2 separate regions of the Hordeum vulgare genome follow, and region 2 is linked to region 1. A link is a contact called in public Hi-C data. All regions are on one chromosome and are shown on one strand. Each heading gives the region's core, a stretch centred on a gene start, on an enhancer-like site or on the middle of the called end of the contact. The rest is flanking DNA. Distances are from core to core; before and after follow the strand shown.

What was found. A called contact is a pair of places that touch in the nucleus more often than the background predicts.
Region 2: a Hi-C map of leaf shows a contact between it and region 1, with 4 times the contacts expected there. The contact joins the promoter of LOC123440470 here to the promoter of LOC123444786 in region 1.

What each region holds. Positions count from the first base shown.
Region 1 is chr3H:536,219,996-536,222,695 of MorexV3_pseudomolecules_assembly, forward strand. It overlaps LOC123444786 (TLC domain-containing protein 2), which reads right to left and starts at 1,276. Exons shown (of 3, transcript XM_045121629.1): 1 at 877-1,276. The coding sequence starts at 1,261. LOC123444785 (AUGMIN subunit 7) reads left to right here and starts at 1,362. Exons shown (of 9, transcript XM_045121628.1): 1 at 1,362-1,604; 2 at 1,746-1,831; 3 at 1,919-1,980; 4 at 2,128-2,219; 5 at 2,451-2,576. The coding sequence starts at 1,471.
Region 2 is chr3H:536,658,674-536,661,373 of MorexV3_pseudomolecules_assembly, forward strand. It overlaps LOC123440470 (subtilisin-like protease SBT3), which reads right to left and starts at 1,265. Exons shown (of 3, transcript XM_045117036.1): 1 at 331-1,265; 2 at 1-249. The coding sequence starts at 1,265.

The sequences.
Region 1 (2,700 bases), core at 26-2,525:
AGCAGCACCTCTAAATCTAATGGCACATATCCGACCATCTAGGACATAAATTTCCATTTCTATCATTTTGCTTAGCCATTGTCAATTTGGCGCGAGAGATTTACTGGCAATAAGTATGTGCGAAGAAGTAGTGCATGAAAAGTGATGTTGTTAGAAAGGTAGCGTTCTAAAAGTCAGCCGCCTAGTGCAACTAGAGGGCCACCAGGCACTAGGTGACACCCTTCCTGCTAGCCATTTTATCCCTCCTAGGCCCACCTAATTGGTGTTTAGGCACTAGGTGCTGATTTGCCGCCCAACTGACAGACAAAATGGAGATATTTGGTGCCAAACTAGTGAACTCTTCTGAACACACTTTATACCATCACCATTCTTTTTAAGGGTTGGCAATTTTGAATGGAAAACATGGAAGTATTTGCACGCAAGGCCATTGCATGGTTGCCACATTTACATGGAAACTGAAACCATGCAACCTCTAGAAGCCGAACATGCTATAAACAGCGAGGTAGCAAGCAATATGGGCTTTGAGAAATCCTGCACAATTTCAGCCAATCGAAGCTCAAACGGAGACAATTCTCAACAGCAGAAGTAAGCAGCATCACAGTGAACAACGATACTAACACTAACAGTACATAGCTCATAGTGCTCCCTTTTGTCCAGGGCCGACCAAATTGCATCAAGCTTCAAGCATCAACGGGTTTACGGACTGATTAATCTGCCGCGCCCTCTCTATCCCCACCAAATTCGCGCAACGCTGGAAGTCAACTAGGCGGGCGTACCCTTTCTTCTACTAGGCGATTAACCCAAAGCACGTGCACGGGAAAAGCGACGGGACGAAATGTGAGGGTTCGGGGAGGGGGGGAGAAAGAGAGGCGAGACCTGAGGCGGAGGTGAGGGAGGAGTGGAGCAGAGAGACGGCGGTGTTGACGAAGAGCGGGTCGCGGGAGACCGCGGCGCGGACGGCGGTGTTGGCGGCCTGGAAGAAGGCGAAGCCGGCGGCCACGGCGGCCAGCTCGCGGCGGCCCCGCGCGCCGATCTCGAACCCCACCGACACGGCCCACAGCACCAGCGTCGCCGCGAAGAAGGCGCTCGTGTCGCCCGCGCCGGCGCGGCGGGGCGGCGGCATGCGGGCGTCGTGGCGAGCCGAGAGCCGCACCCGTCCACGCGCTAGCCGCCTAGCCCCCTCTCCCCTCTCCGTCGGCCGCTTTGGTTGGACCGCTCGCCTGTTGCTTTCCGGGCCTGGAACCCGACACGCGGGCCCCATCTCCCATCTCTAGTCTCTAGGAGATAGAGAGAGAAGCGATCCTTCGAAATTTGAAACGAAAATAATTCGGTGGGTAGAAAGAAGAAAAGAAATGCCCCGAGCGTAACGTCATCCATCTCGCTCGCTGGGCCGTCCCCGTCGGCTCGATCCCCACAGCCCAACGACCACCAAGCCGGCCGGCCGCCGCGAGCGGGGAGGATTGGTTCGCCATGGCGTCGAAGCAGATGGAGGAGATCCAGCGGAAGCTGGCGGTGCTGGCCTACCCGCGCGCCAGCGCGCCCGCGCAGTCGCTCCTCTTCGCCGGCGTCGAGCGCTACCGCCTCCTCGAGTGGCTCTTCTTCCGGTACGTGCGCCACCGCCCGCCCCCCGCATTTCCGCCCCGACCGAGCCTCCGCCGCGTGTTCCGGCGCGGGTTTCGGGGCTCGTAGGGTTTCCGAATTGAGGGTTTCATCTGCTGACCTGCTGCTGCCGCTGTGGTCCGGAGGCTGCTCGGCGACAGATCGCCCTTCACGCAGCAGAACTGGCAGGGGGACAGCCTCGACCGCGACGAGGAGAACAGCAGGATCCAACGTAAGGTTTCTGCACACCTGTTTCGCGGCGCTGGATTGGGAAATGCTTGCTCGCGCCTGGTGCTGATGGTTGGTTGGGGTTGTGCAGACTTGGCGGAGATCGCGAATTTCCTCGGTATCACGCCTTCAGTCGACACTGAGGCGATTCAGGTAAGAGGAATGCAGCTCTTTGTTCTTTGAGGCTTACATTTGTTGAGTATTAGCTTTTGTTACTCACGGATGACAGATCTCTGGCGTGTAGTGTGGTGAGAATCACAAACTCAGATCCAGCGTGTCTCATCTTTTGTGGGATTGCAGGGCAGGGGCAGCTACGACGAGCGGGTGGAGCTCCTCCGTCTAATTGTTGACTTGGTGGAAGCTAGCTGCTATGCCGACAATCCAGAGTGGAGGTTGGTTTTACACTTTACTGTCTGTGGCATACTTTTGCTATGCTGATTATACGAAAGCATTAGTCACTGATAATCAGTAGCTATTTCAGTTAAACATTTTCCAGCACTGTAAACAGAAAGGAATATTTGATGTAAAATGCTCTTCATTGTACCGAAAGTATTAGATGCTGTTTTAACCTCGGTATTAGGGCATCTGATATATAAATTACCTGACAAATTGCTCCCTGGTAGTGTTGATGAGCAGTTGGCAAAGGATGTACAACTTGTAGATTCCATTGCTGAGAAACAGGCGCAAATTTTTTCAGAGGAGTGCAAGCTTTTTCCTGCAGATGTCCAAATACAATCAATTTACCCCCTGTAAGTGCAACCATTATATTCTTGTCATCAATTGTATTATTTAGAAGTTTCAGAGTTATAGCACCCATATAATTCCTTAAATGGTTTGAATCTATGTTGCTGTCTTGTGACTCCCAGTTGACAA
Region 2 (2,700 bases), core at 15-2,514, 440 kb after region 1:
GCCTCGTTCGCGGTGTTCAGCTGCTCAGTGACACTCCCGATGTCACGACACACGACTATGCTCGTCGTTGCGTTTGCCATTGACACCGACGAGTTGCACGCCGAGATGGTGTCGTCGTACACCAGCTTCGTGCCCACCACCCAAGCGTTCGCCGGATACATCGTGAAGCCTGTTATGGTGGTTAGCGTGGTGTTGCCATAGGACACGGTGCCAGAGAACATTGTCCGGTCCACCGTGCCAGCCGCGACGGTGAGCAGCCACGGGATGCCATTGTGCAACGTGCCGGGGCGTGGGCCGGCGTTGCCCGCTGAAGCCGACACGAGGATGCCGTGCTCCATGGCGGCGAACGCAGCTATGGCCACGGGGTCCTCGTAGAGCGGCACGCCGTCGAAGCCCATGGAGATGGAGATGACGTCGACACCGTCCGCAATGGCCGCGTCCATGCCGGCTAGCACGTCAGACGCATACCGGCCCTCGTCCCAGATGACCTTGTACATGGCAACATGAGCACGCGGGGCGACTCCACGGGCTGTGCCGAGCCCGTACCCGAAGAAGGACGCGCAGGGCACGGGGCTGCCCCCGGCCGTCGACGACGTGTGCGTGCCGTGGCCTATGGTGTCGCGCGTGGAGTTCATGCTGATCTTGATGCCGGGGTTCGCGGCGACCAAACCCCGGTTGAAGTAGCGCGCTCCGATGAGCTTCCGGTTGCACAGGGAAGCAGGGAACGCCACGCCCGGCTCGCACATGCCGCGCCACCTGGACGGCACGGGGGCCATGCCGGCGTCATCGAAGCTCGCGCTCTCCGGCCACACTCCGGTGTCGATCATGCCGATAATGACGCCCTCGCCGAGCTTGGCTGCCGGCCACAGCCCACCGAACGGGCTGAGGCGGAGGAACTCCGTGGAGTGGGTGGTGTCGTGAGTGACGTCGGAGCGGCGGTCCGGGTAGGCCGAGACGAAACCCGGCGCGCGGCTCAGCTCGTGGAGCTCGGGGGCCGAGAGGGTGGCCGCGAAGCCGTGGAGCGCCTCGTCGTAGGTGTAGACGAGCCGCGGCTGGTCGCCGCTGGCAGCTCCCGGTGAGTCGGCTGCTGCTGCTAGAGACGCCAGCACGGCGGAGTACCACTCACGGTGGTCGCAGTGCTGCGTCGGCATGGCGGACTTGTCCATGTGGACGATGTACGACGTCCTGTCGGCTACCACCGGAGCTGGCAAGAGAGAGCAGAGGAGAAGCCATGAGCTACTCGCTAGAAGTAGAAGCGATGCCATGTTGAGGATCGAATAGTTCGTAACTTCTTAGCACGGGTGTGTCCATTTTATACGTGGCGGTGCAATGCATTCTTCGGAATCGACGCACGAAGTACATGCTTGTCCTTCTTCCATTGTTTTGTACGAGGGTACATATCGAAGGCATCGTTTTCTCTCGTCCTAAAACCATCGACGGCAACGGTAGTCGGCCGTGTCGCAGGAGGAACCGAGGTCACATAATCCCAAAAAATAAACGGATTTGCTAATTCATATCTATCTAGACGTTTTAAAGCAACTCCAACGCGACGACCTAAACGTAGGACGTTTTTGTTTGTTTGGATCGGTCCGGCGGACACCAACATCCGTTTTCGTGTTTGGGTCGACGCATGCGCCCAACGTTGACCCGATCCATTTTACGACGCGTGAAAAAAAACAAATATTTTCGAAAATAAAAAAAATATTGATTGAACATTACGTACAAAGACGGTGAGAGTCCACGCGTTTTCATTATATTAATTAAACATTAAAAACTAATCTACGAGACAGCGCGCCGTCCTAGATGTCCTCATTGTCGACGTAGGGTTGTGCCGCCGCTGCCTGTGCCTTCATCGTCTGTCCCGCCTGCTCGGACTGTGCTGGTGGCGGCGGCAGCGCAGCACGGACGCGTTCCTCCTCCTCCTTCTCTAGTCGTTCCTCCTCCGCTTCCCGCTCCTGTCGTTCCTCCTCCGCTTCCCGCTCCTGTCGGCGCTTCAGCTCCATCTGCACTGGTCGTCGGCGCGCTCGATTGCTGGAGGTAGGCGACCTCCTGCTGCGATGTCGCATCCAACCAGATGGGGCGGCGCGGTGACCCACTCGTGGAGACAGCCGGTCCATTGGTAGACCTCCGGCTGCGGCTCCGTGGGCTGGGGCTCGGTCTTTGGCGGAGGGGGCACGATGCACTCGACGGCAGCGGACAGCACGATGGCCTCCACGAGCTGCGTCTCGTATGCCGCGTTCTCCTTCTCAGCCTTGCGACGCTCTTCCTCCTGGTCCTCGTCGCGAACGACGGGCGGGGCGGCGAAGGGCACGACTGCACGTCGCGCACGCGCGCGGGCACTGCTCCTCGTGCTCGAGCGCAAATCATACCTCCGAGTCACGTGAGTTGCTGCTGCCGCAAGTGACTCACCTCCTCCGCGTGCCCCCGCGCCGACCACGACACAGCCGACACCGGGATCCTCTTCAGATCCAAATGCCAGTCGTGCGGGAGGGTCACGTCCGGGTTACGACAGCGGGATGCGGTGCTCCCAGTGCCACTCTCCTTGATGCACCGGGACGCTGATCCGCTGGCGAGGCCGGCGGGGAGACGCTAGTGGGGGGAGCGCGCAGGGATGGACGACGGGGGACTTGCCCTTGTTCTGGGCGAAGAAGCCGACCATGGGCGATGGTAGGGCTTGGTCACCGATGAGAGAGCAGAGAG